Regions from separate parts of the Oryctolagus cuniculus genome. Here region 2 is linked to region 1. The links are chromatin contacts, called in public Micro-C maps. All regions are on one chromosome and are shown on one strand. Each heading gives the region's core, a stretch centred on a gene start, on an enhancer-like site or on the middle of the called end of the contact. The rest is flanking DNA. Distances are from core to core; before and after follow the strand shown. Region 1 holds the start of HEY1 (hes related family bHLH transcription factor with YRPW motif 1). Region 2 overlaps TPD52 (tumor protein D52).

Evidence for each region. A called contact is a pair of places that touch in the nucleus more often than the background predicts.
Region 2: a Micro-C map of ear pinna shows a contact between it and region 1, with 5 times the contacts expected there. The contact joins the enhancer-like site here to the promoter of HEY1 in region 1. A contact is called at or near these places in 6 of 6 Hi-C or Micro-C datasets (ear pinna, embryonic fibroblasts, liver and 3 more).

The regions. Positions count from the first base shown.
Region 1 is chr6:105,306,802-105,312,100 of mOryCun1.1, forward strand. HEY1 (hes related family bHLH transcription factor with YRPW motif 1) reads right to left here and starts at 3,173. Exons shown (of 5, transcript XM_008255689.4): 1 at 2,825-3,173; 2 at 2,634-2,709; 3 at 2,410-2,493; 4 at 2,120-2,201; 5 at 1-1,207. The coding sequence starts at 2,913. The coding sequence ends at 624.
Region 2 is chr6:105,606,714-105,612,056 of mOryCun1.1, forward strand. TPD52 (tumor protein D52) reads right to left here. Exons shown (of 5, transcript NM_001082360.1): 5 at 3,912-5,343. Among named protein-coding and RNA genes, the nearest start is that of TPD52, 23 kb to the right of the region's middle. Within about 2 kb of position 1,473, at least 8 of the 8 cell types and tissues checked have an H3K27ac peak or open chromatin away from gene starts, as enhancers often do. A contact at or near this core is called in ear pinna, where this site is marked.

The DNA of each region.
Region 1 (5,299 bases), core at 1,923-4,422:
GCTACGGGAGGGCCCAAAGCAACTAGTCTTCATTCTTGGATAAAGCTGTCATCTGATTTGTCAACGCTTTGTTCAGAAATATAAAATTCAATATACTCCCCTCCCCCACACAAAAAGAATATTATTTATACAACACCTTCATCCGTCAAAATAGTCACAAACAGAAATCATGTTAACATTGAGATCAAGATTTGGAAAGTTAATTCTAAAGACAGACCATAACTATACAAGGAGTAAAAAACAGACCCAAAATACTAAATGTTAAGGTTCCCAAAACTTTTGAGGCTAAAAACGGAATCATTCATAGACAGACAGGTGTACAAGGTAAATTAGGCACAGGACAAACCTACCACATAGTGTTAACTTACACTATTTGAATTTAATATTTTAAACAATATTTAACAACTAGGTTTTCAAAACTGCTAAAACATGGCATGATAGAAAAAAATTAAGAAGAAAAAAGTAAACCAACAAACGTTTAGTCTTTAAAAAAAAGTTTCATGTGAAAGTGTACCTTCTTCCTTTTTACCTCTACAGACGCCTGTAAGGTGGTGTTGGCAACAGCCCAGCTCAGCTGGGGTCTTTTTAAGCTTCCCCCTCCCTCATTCTACAGCATCAGTCCTTTAGAAGGCTCCAATCTCTGTCCCCCAGGGTCTATAGGGCTTGCCAAGGTTTGCTGCCTGCGTGGGTGCCGAAGGGCTCAGTGCATTGGGAGAGAGCAAGTGGAAGGAGCCGAAGGAGAAGGGGAAAGCCGACAGGGAGGCCACCGAGGAGAGCAGAGGTGGTGAGAGTTTGGAGGCCGAGGTGACCACGGGGAGCACCGGTCCAAGACCACCGCTAGGGGGCGCTCGCAAAGCGGGCGCCTCTGGATGCGCCGCGGGCACCCGGCCCTGGTGGTGTGGTTCCGTGGGCGAGGCCGCGGCGGCCGTGTTCCCGTGGCCGTTCTGGGGCAACAAGAGCGGGTGCGCGATGTGCGGGTGGTGTCCAAGGGCGCTCCCCCAGGGCATGTGTCCGAGGCCGGCGTGGGCGCCGCTCGCGGCTTCGCGCTGCGAGGCGTAGTTGTTGAGATGCGAGACCAGCCGCACGCGGAGCGGGTCGGAGGCATCCAGTCCCTCGATGATGCTCAGGTAGCGGGCGACTTCGGCCAGGCATTCCCGAAACCCCAAACTCCGATAGTCCATGGCCAGAGCGTGCGCGTCGAAATAGCCTGAAGAGCAGAACAAAAGAATGACCTCAGGACTTTTGGCTCATTTCCCCTCATTTCTTCCGCCCCTGGCAGCCCTTCCAGGCAAATAACCTCACAGGCCTCCAGCCGGGGCAATCATGGGTTCGGAAAGTCCACATATTTTTTTTTCCAAGTCGGCCAAAATCTTTGCATCAATCAACATGAGCAGAATGTGCTTGCTAATGCAAGTTCAAAGCCCAGTAAGAAGCTGCCCGGCAGAAATTGGAATTATACCCTACCAGCAGATGAAACTCTGTTCATTCCTTTAATGTTTTCCCTCAACAACAACAAAAAATACATCAAGGACAGAGAAACCACAGAGCAGTGAAATTCATTAGACACACAGATGTAAGTTATCATCGCGGGGCTTTCAGGCCCCGGGTCCCCAGCTAAGCATTTTCCGGCTGGAGACAGACTCACAGACGTCCGCCTCCTACCTTCTGTTGGGGCTTCTCCACGGAACCACAACAGGTTTTTCTTCGAGTCATGTGGCACCTCCTTTCTTTATAAAAATGCTGTTTATGAAATCAAGACCACATACTTAAAAAAAAAAGCTTTTTATTTTATTTTTCCCCTTCAAAATGGCAGGAGCCAATGTGAGAACTCCCTGGCTGGAATCAGGGCTGCCCCAACTTCAGGGGACTTCGGGAATAACAGGCATTGTCCAAAAAGATGCATTTGCTCAATCTGCAGAGGGTGCGGGCGATGAAGTCACTGGAGGAAATGTTGCTGTGCGTTTGAAAATGTACCATCAGGCGAGTGCACGCACCGTTCAGAAATGAGAGACACCAGGCGGTGACTGCGCCGGTCTGGTCCGCTGCTGCCGCTGCTCTCTGCACCCCCATAGTCGGGAGCCCCCCACCCCGCCCCGCCAGGAAATACGGAGCCATATACCTTTCCCTCCCGCAGTGTGCAGCATTTTCAGATGATCCACCGTCATCTGCAGGATCTCGGCTTTCTCTAGCTTAGCGGAGCCCTGGAGAAGAGAACAGCAAGATTGCTGGGCCTATGAGAACTTAACGCACGGACACACAGAAACCGTCAAGCGTAGACCCAAGGAAACAACGCGTCTAAAATGCGTGGGAACCGCCGCAGGACTTCAGCCGCGGCTCCCCTCCGAGGCTCGGGGGCAGCGGGTTCGGAAGGCGCGCGCAACTCGGAGCTCGCCCTTCTCCCTCCATTACCTGCTTCTCAAAGGCGCTGGGTACCAGCCTCCTCAGCTCGGACAAACTGTTATTGATCCGGTCTCGTCGGCGCTTCTCAATGATCTGCAGAAAGCAGGCACAACAAAGGAGGACATTGCCACTACTGCTGGACACCCCGCAGGGAAGAAACGGTGGTCCTCCCCGTTAATGCGTAACCAAGATAGTCACAACAGTAAGTAAATAAGGATTATCCAGAGACTCACGCCTCTCCGACGTTTCCTGGCCAAGATCTGGGAAGATGTGGTTGGAGACATGGAACCCAGAGCCGAACTCAAGTTTCTAAGGGCAGAGAGAGAGAGACAAGGGGCAGGGGAGGCCCCGTTCAGCGAGGGGAGGGGACCCGCGAGGTCTCCCCCGCGCCCTGCCCGGCCGCTCGCTGTCACCGCGGACTCACCCATTCTCGTCCGCACTCTCCTTCTCCACCTCTACGGTCTCGTCCAGCTCGCTATCCGACGAGCTGTACTCGGGGTGAGCGCGCTTCATGCTGCGGCAGCTCCGGGGCTCCTGGGGAGGGTCGGCGCGGCGGGCAGGGAGTTCACCACGGCGGCGCCTCTCCGCGCTCGGCTGCTCGCGCCCGCCACACACTGATCCCGCTCGCGCTCTGCCTCGGGTTAAAACTCAACCATCCCTTTCCCACGCTGAGCCCCTTCCCAGGGCCCTGGGGAGGGCGGGCGAGGAGGCGGAGGGGCGGGGCGGCGGCTGCCGGGCAACAGCTTCACCCCCACCACCACCACCCCCGCCACGGCCAATCCGACTCCTCGCCCCGCTGATTGGCAGCCGCCAGGGCAGGGGGGCGGAGCGAGGCGGAGGGCGAGGGCGGGCCGCGCCCCCGGCGGCGGTGCGTCGGCTCCGCGGGGGCTCCGCAGTAGGGGGGTGACGGAGGAGGCGCAGGCGGCGGTGGGCCGGCGGCGGGGAGGCGCTGGGGGCCGGGCCGGGACACCAGCCCGCCGGCGGCCGCTGCCCCGCCCCGCCCCGCGCGCCCCGATTGGCCTGGCCGCGCGCCAGAGCCGCGCCTGCAGCGCCGCCGCTGAGCCGCACGCGCCGCGGGCCGTGGGAAAGTGCCGGCGCCGCGGCCGCCAGCCAATCCGGGCGGACGGCGACGGCGGCCGCGCTGGCGGCGGCGGCGGCGGCGCTGGGCGTCCGCATGAATGGAGAAGAATGGGCAGGCGGAGGAGCGGGGCCGCGCGATGGCGCGCAGGCCGGAGCTGGGCGGCCGGCCGCGGGCTGGGCCCCCCGTGTGAACCTGTAATCGGAGCCCGGGCGCCGGCCGGCCCCGGAAACCGCCGCCCAGCGACGCCGTAAATCTCGGCTGCGTGGCCGCCTGTGTCCGGCGACCGGAGGGCGCGCGCCGCTGGCGGGGCCGCAGCTGGTGCACCTGGCCCGGCCGCGCGCCGGCCGCTCGGGGCAGCCAAGCCGGGAAGCGGGGAGAGGGCCGCCCAGGCGCCGGGCGCGCCCGCGGTGGCCGCCGTCCCAGGGGCCGGCCGCTTGGAGGGGCAGGACTTGGGTTGAGGGATGTCCTTTTTCGGGGTTGGGGCCCTTGGCCTCGCGGGGAGCCAGACGCCTCCGGGATGGAGTGAATTCCCCGGTGCTTGTAATTTCCGGGGCAATGGAGCGCTTGTTTTCTGGGCTGAAAGCGAGGGAGTGGGGGATCCTTGGGGATATTCATTATGTTTTTGTTTTTTTTTTTTTTCTTTTCTTTTCCCCAGGCGTCGGCGGCTAGATCCTTTCCGCGGGCGACAGGGTGGCGGGTTGGGCGTTTATTTCTGGGCCCCGCCTCGCTGCGGGAGAGCACGAGCAGCCCTTCTGCTCTGGCCTGGCTGTGCGGTGGCGCCTATTAGGAGCTACGTGAGGTCCCACGAGACCCTCCCCCCAAGGAGGACAGATTTAAAAAAAAAAAAAATATACGGTTTTACATCCCCAGATCCATTCCTAATGCCAGGTTTTGTAGAAATGGGCAGGAGGGTTACTGTGAATTTGAAAACCCGGTCGTCTCTGTCCCTTATGGTGGCTAAATGCACGCATGGGCTTGCAGCCGGCTCTGTGAAATAAAGCTATAGGGACGTGGTTGAGAGTGCCAGAGGAATGTGCTCCCCTTGGCAAGTAGCTTTTCCTATGCTGGACCGCGTCCGTGTTTTCAGTGCCGCCCTGAAACACCTGGTCACCACGCTGGGCGACCTGAACCTCATTCCCTGGTTCCTGTCTCAGCACCTCCTCACCCCCAACCCCTCCACACGTTCTGCAGCCTCCTAGATCCCACTAAAGCGCTTACAGCACTCACCTCTGGCCCCTCGGCCCTCCGTGCCCTGACCCGCTTCTCCCTCTAGGCTGGGTCCCTGGCTTAGCCCCCCTGCACTTGTCCGTTGCTGGCACCTAGACACCCCCCCTGCTTCCTGATGCTCCACCACGCGCCGCCTGTCAGCTGTCAGTCAGATCCAGCCCACCCCCTGCTTTCTCTCTGGCTGCTCACAGGTGACAGCGCTCTGGGGGTGCTGCTGTCACACAACCGCAAGTTCAGCTCAAAGCTGCTTTTCCAATCCCTCAGGCCTCAGTCAAGGCACCAGGAGCCCCTGCCTCTCCCTTCCCAAAGTCTGAAGGTCCAGGCGTAGGAGACCCTCCCAGCGACCCTCCTGTGCTTTCCAAAGTCCCTCTGAGCTCAGTGGCTTCCCCTGAAGTGACAGGCCACCCTGAGCTCAGTGGCTTCCCCTGAAGTGACAGGCCACCCTGCCCCAGAGTCAGTGTGCCCACGCTCCCGCCTGCTGGCCCCTCTCATCTGCTGCCTCGGCCTTTCCTGCTTGGGCCCATTGCTGCCTCTGTGGACAGGCACTGAAGAGTGACAGGTTGCAGGTGCGAGAAAAAGACAGGGTGGGGT
Region 2 (5,343 bases), core at 223-2,722, 300 kb after region 1:
TTAGATGTCATCAAGACAATCACAGCTATTCTGCTGAGTGACATATGCCTGCCTCCCCTCCAAACATCCATATTCTAATCCCTAGAATGTATGAATAAATTAACTTCCATGGCAGAAGGGAATTAAATTACAGGTGAAATTAAGGTTGCTAATCAGCCTAAAATGGAGAGATTATCCTGTATCACCAGGGCAGGCCCAGTGCAATTGTAAGGGACTCCCAAAGTAGAAAAGGGAGGCAGAAGAGATGTTACAGTGATGTGGTAAGAGGACTCAGCCTTGTTGCTTCCGAGTCTGAAGTCAAGGAATGGGATGGACTCAGATTGGAGCAGGAAACACAACTTTCTCAGAACCTACAGAAAGGAACTCTGTCAACATCTTGATTTTAGATCAGTGAGACATCATCAGACTTCTCATCGGCCTAGAAACAATACATTTGTGTAGTTTAAAGTCACTAAGTTTGTGGCAATTGGCTACAGAAGAAAATGGAAAATATACCAGGCTTCTTCTAATCCTGGGGTTTCAGGACAATTTAAACCACAGTAGGTACTAAAATGACCCTACGATATAGGACTCTCTCAGTCTGTGTACTGTTTGGAACTACTCTCCAGGGAGATAAACACAGAAATGGAGTCTATTTTTACGTAACCCAATTTCACATCTGTTGTATCTACTTTTAGCAAATCAAGCTTGTAGGCTTATTTTTCCCATTTTGTTTATCTAGAAATTTTAATATTTTACCAAAGTACTGGTTGAGACAAGTGGAAATTTTATTTCTTTAAAAAGGTGAAAGATTGACGGAATATATCACTTGCCAAAGATCGTGAAGACAGTAATTCTTTCATCTACCTGCTAATTAAATACTCAGGAGGTACTGTGCAGAACAGCACTGAGCGGACCCTGCAGCTCCCAACCTGAGTTCCGTCTGCCCGCGCCCGACAGGCCAGCAAAGGAGAGCGGACAGGGCCGGTCCAGCACGTGAATGCCACACAGGAGCACAAGGAGTGGAGGAAGGCCAGCAGCCACACGCTCGGCTCCCAGCAACCGGCCAGGGGGCCACCATTCGCCAACTCCACCGCCCACCCCTCTGCTCGCGGCTCCAGCCCCACGCCGTGCCCAGCCCTGCCCCACCCACCACGTCGCCGGCGTAGCCCCACCCCGAAGCCGGGCCCCGGCTTCCCGCGGCGTGAAGGCGGCTCCCGCGAGGGCTCACCAGCTTGGGCTCCGCCTTCCGCTGCAGCTCTGAGTGTCGCTCTAAGGCACTCGCAAAGCCGCCAGGACGCAGCCTGTGTGCCGTGGAGTCGGAATCGCCGCTGTCGGAGCCGCTCTCAGTGCTTGCGCCTCGAAAGGGCCGGCAGAAGAGAAAGACTCGCAAGAAATGGCTCTCGGCAGCCACGGAACGGGTCCGACACAGCGCCGCCATGACGCCTTCACCTCTGACCTTTGGCCTGGCTTCCGCAAGCGTGTGGGTCACGGGGCGGGGCGGCGAGCGGCCCGCCCACCTGCCGCGGAGCTCGGCCGGTTGTTGAAGGGCGTGCTCAGTCCGGTGCTGAGACGGAGCGCAGGGCTGAAGAAACTTGAAAGCTGAAATTGGGCCCCTTAAGCGTTGGTGGTGAGAAGTCCTCGAAGCGCCTTTAACTCGCAGGAATTTTGCCTTCTAGGTACCCGGTGGTCCTTGCCCTACGGTGTATTTTGGTAACGTGACACTTGGTGTTCTGTTTGTCCCAGAGGGCAACAAGGCTCTGCCCGCACACCTACGGGGGTCTTAGCCCAAATAGGAGGGTCTGCTTTACTGCTGTTTACTTTCGGACCCCCCCCCCCCCGCACACACACGCCATCCGGCTTCTCTGCTCTCTTCCATGTTACTTCGTGATACGTCCTACGGCTGGTCTGAAATGCTCGCCCAACTTTGTAAACTCCTTAAGGGCAAGGACTTTGCTTTTCTTGGACCCTTGACACCAGGCTCAGTAAACACCTGTGAAACCCCGGACCCAAGTTTGTCCTTTGCCACTTCTACATCCAGTTCAGCCATGTTTCAGAAATTGTGTTGAGCCATCTGGTCACCGCTCGGTAGCTACTATCCCTGCTCTAAGGGAGTTGGGGGATCTCGGAACATGCCTGGACACTGTACCATCACAGACCCCACTTTTCAGCCTTCTCCCTTTTTTTCTCCCAGTGTTTATTCCCAGAATGTGCCCACCCCCTTCAAATCCAAACTTGAGGGAGTGTTTTTCTTTTTTCTTAAGATTTATTTGAACGGCAGAGTTAGATCTTCCATCTGCTGATTTATTTCCCAAATAACCAGGCGCGATAGCAGGGAGCTGGATAGTAAGTGGAGCAGCCCAGATTCAAACCTGTGCTCCCATTAAAGATTCTAGCACTGCAGGCCTCGGCTTAACTGGGGTTGCCACAAGGCCAGCCCCATACGCCTTACACTGCATCTTCTCTGGCCCATGCAGAAAGTAGTCACTTAGTTAATGCCTCTTGGTAGCCAGTGTGTAGCAGTTTTGTTTTGTTTAAAGATCTATTTATTTGAGAGGCAGAGAGAGAGAAGGGGGGTGGGGTCTTCTCTCTGCTGGTTCACTCCCCAGATAGCCCCAACAGCCGGAGCTGCGCTGATTCAAAGTCAGGAGCCAAGAGTTTCTTCTGGGTCTCCCACGAGGGTGCAGGGGCCCAAGGACTTGGGCCATCTTTTACTGCTTTCCCAGGCCTAGCAGAGAGCTGGATCGGAAGTAGAACAGCTGGGACTCGAACCGGCGCCGGCTATGCCACAGCGCTGGCCCCAAAAGTTTTGATTCAGTAAAGCTGCTTCGGGTTCTTTACCAATCCAGGAGATGAAGGGTTTAGAGAGAAGCTGAAGAACGAAACTGCTTGCCCCTTTCCTCCACAGACATGTATACAAAAGAACCCATACCCAAATTATAGAATTTTTATTGTTTTCAGGTACTATGCAAAGAAAAAAAATACAGTTGTATATCTTAACAGATCCAAAAACAAGTATTTTTTTCTCTATTTCCAAAGTTACTTTGTTGTTAAGGTGATAATCCAACTGAGTTCTCCTCCATCGATTACTTTGTTCTCATAAGCACAGTATTTCTTGCTTAATTTTTCACCAACTCCATAAATTAAGAACATTCCTTTTTGTAAGAAGAGATTTTCTTCACGCATATTTTCCTTCCATTAAACTTCTCAAGTATCTGGTATTTGACTCATTGTTTTCTTGTATTGTTAACTGCAACACAATAGAGTAACCAATCAATACCTCTTTCAAATATTCCTATCAATTACTATGTTCTAAATTTCTAAATATCTGTGAATTCACAGTATTGGATATGCCACTAAGGCCATTTTGAATAATGTATTTTTCTAAATTCATTCTTTTTACTACTTTTTTAGGAGGCAGAGCACAGTAAAATTGAGGTTAAGTATAGGTAGATGTCTAGAAAAGTAACTCCAATTTCTTTCATAACCATCCCACTTCCTACTCCAACTCTCTCATTTTTCCCCAGATAGGCAGTAAAGAGATTTGAGGATATTTCACTCAACTGAAGAAATTTCCATCTTACTCCATTTTGCCTTGTTGGAAACACAGTAACAGCAGACAAGGACACCCAAAAAATAATGTGATAAAAAGATGTTGGAATAAAAAAATTAAAGACTAATTGGTAGAAAAAATAATTTAACAGTTATAGTAAGTAATCAAAATGTTTCTGTTAAACAGACCAATTTCTACAGATCTCCTCTAAGACAATGTTTCAGCAGCTTTTGCTGCAAAGCCTCTGCTTAGAATGTGATTTAAACTGGATGGTTAAGAAAAAAAATTTTAAGTATAAACACCAGCTGATTTTTTAAGTATAAAATACAACAAGTTGTTTGCAGACCACTGGTCTCATAATAAATATTGAGACCTATACTACTGATATACAGAATTTATTAAGCTTTTTACATGTCAGAGAGCATAGTTTAAGATGCATCCAAAGTGCTAACAAAGTTCCAGCAGTCAGAAATGATAACATGGTATTACATGACAATCAACACTGTAGCATTTCCAATTTGGTTTTCACAAGATAATTTACCCTGAAATAAATCTAGTCATGCTTTAAAAAAAGAATGCTTTAGGTCACTCCAGTATTGGCAATTAACGTTTTCATAAACAATAATCAAACAATCACAACTTGATAAATAACAAATATAACATTGTTAGCCCTACACGCACAGCGTAAGGAAAAGTGAGTCACTGGAGTACCTTGGCCTCTGTGCAGATACATGCACAGGCTGTGATCCCTTCAACCCTGGCGACCGCTCTGCAAAGTAGGTGCAATGTCTACAGTATAATCTTATCATTTCTAACACATAGAAAACAAATAAGGACAAAATGATGAGTTGATTTTTATTAATGCACTACAGCCTCAGGGATTAAAACCAACTGCTCAGTATACAAAATTTTCAAGTTATATTAGTCATAGAACTTTGTGTGCTTAGTTAAAAGGGTGCTAAATAGATTACCTGAACACAGCAATGTTGTCCCTAATGGCACTGATTTTAGCATTTTTATAGCTAACCAGAGCTTAAAAAAAAAAAAACTTTCAGGTTTTTGAATTGAACATCCATGACAGTACACATATTTCAACTTACTGATAATACAGTATGCTTGATCCAGACTGAATTTTGTCAGCTTACTCTGAAATTAAAATTTGAATGTGATAAAAAATAAGTTGATGTAAGTAGAATAACCAGTACATTGAAATGGTTACTGTCATAAATGTTGATAAACAAGGAAGTAGGGGGTTTCACTCTCAAGTCACCAGTAGTTTGAATTACTGTACATAGTGTCACTTACAAAACTAGAACAAATTGTATGTAGAGCTGTTTAGTCTGGTGATAGCAGATACCAAGATACATAATTTACACCAAAACAGTGTTTATCCAAAAATATTTTTTACAGCTAGTAGTTCTTCCCTTGGAGATGAAAACAATACCAAAATTTTTAATAACCAAGATTCAGAAAAATCAAAACAGTTTTAGTTAGGAATCAAATATACAGAGGTTCAAAAAAGAAAATGTCATAGAAGACAAAGATCAATCTGGCATCCAGAACAATTTTTGTAAAATAGGAAAGCAACTAAGATAGCTTGCACAGTCTTAGATTATTCTAGTGAGTGTCCTCACATACTACAAGTGTTTTCATAAACGTTTCCTCAATAAAGGGCCCTGAATGTACATTAAAGGATGCTTTCCAGGAATACAGGTGAAGGTACTCTCATTTTTTTAAACCACAAACTATTTGGTCAAAGAAATATGTAAAGCTAAATAAGAGCACATCTGGTAGAAATCCATGGCGATGAA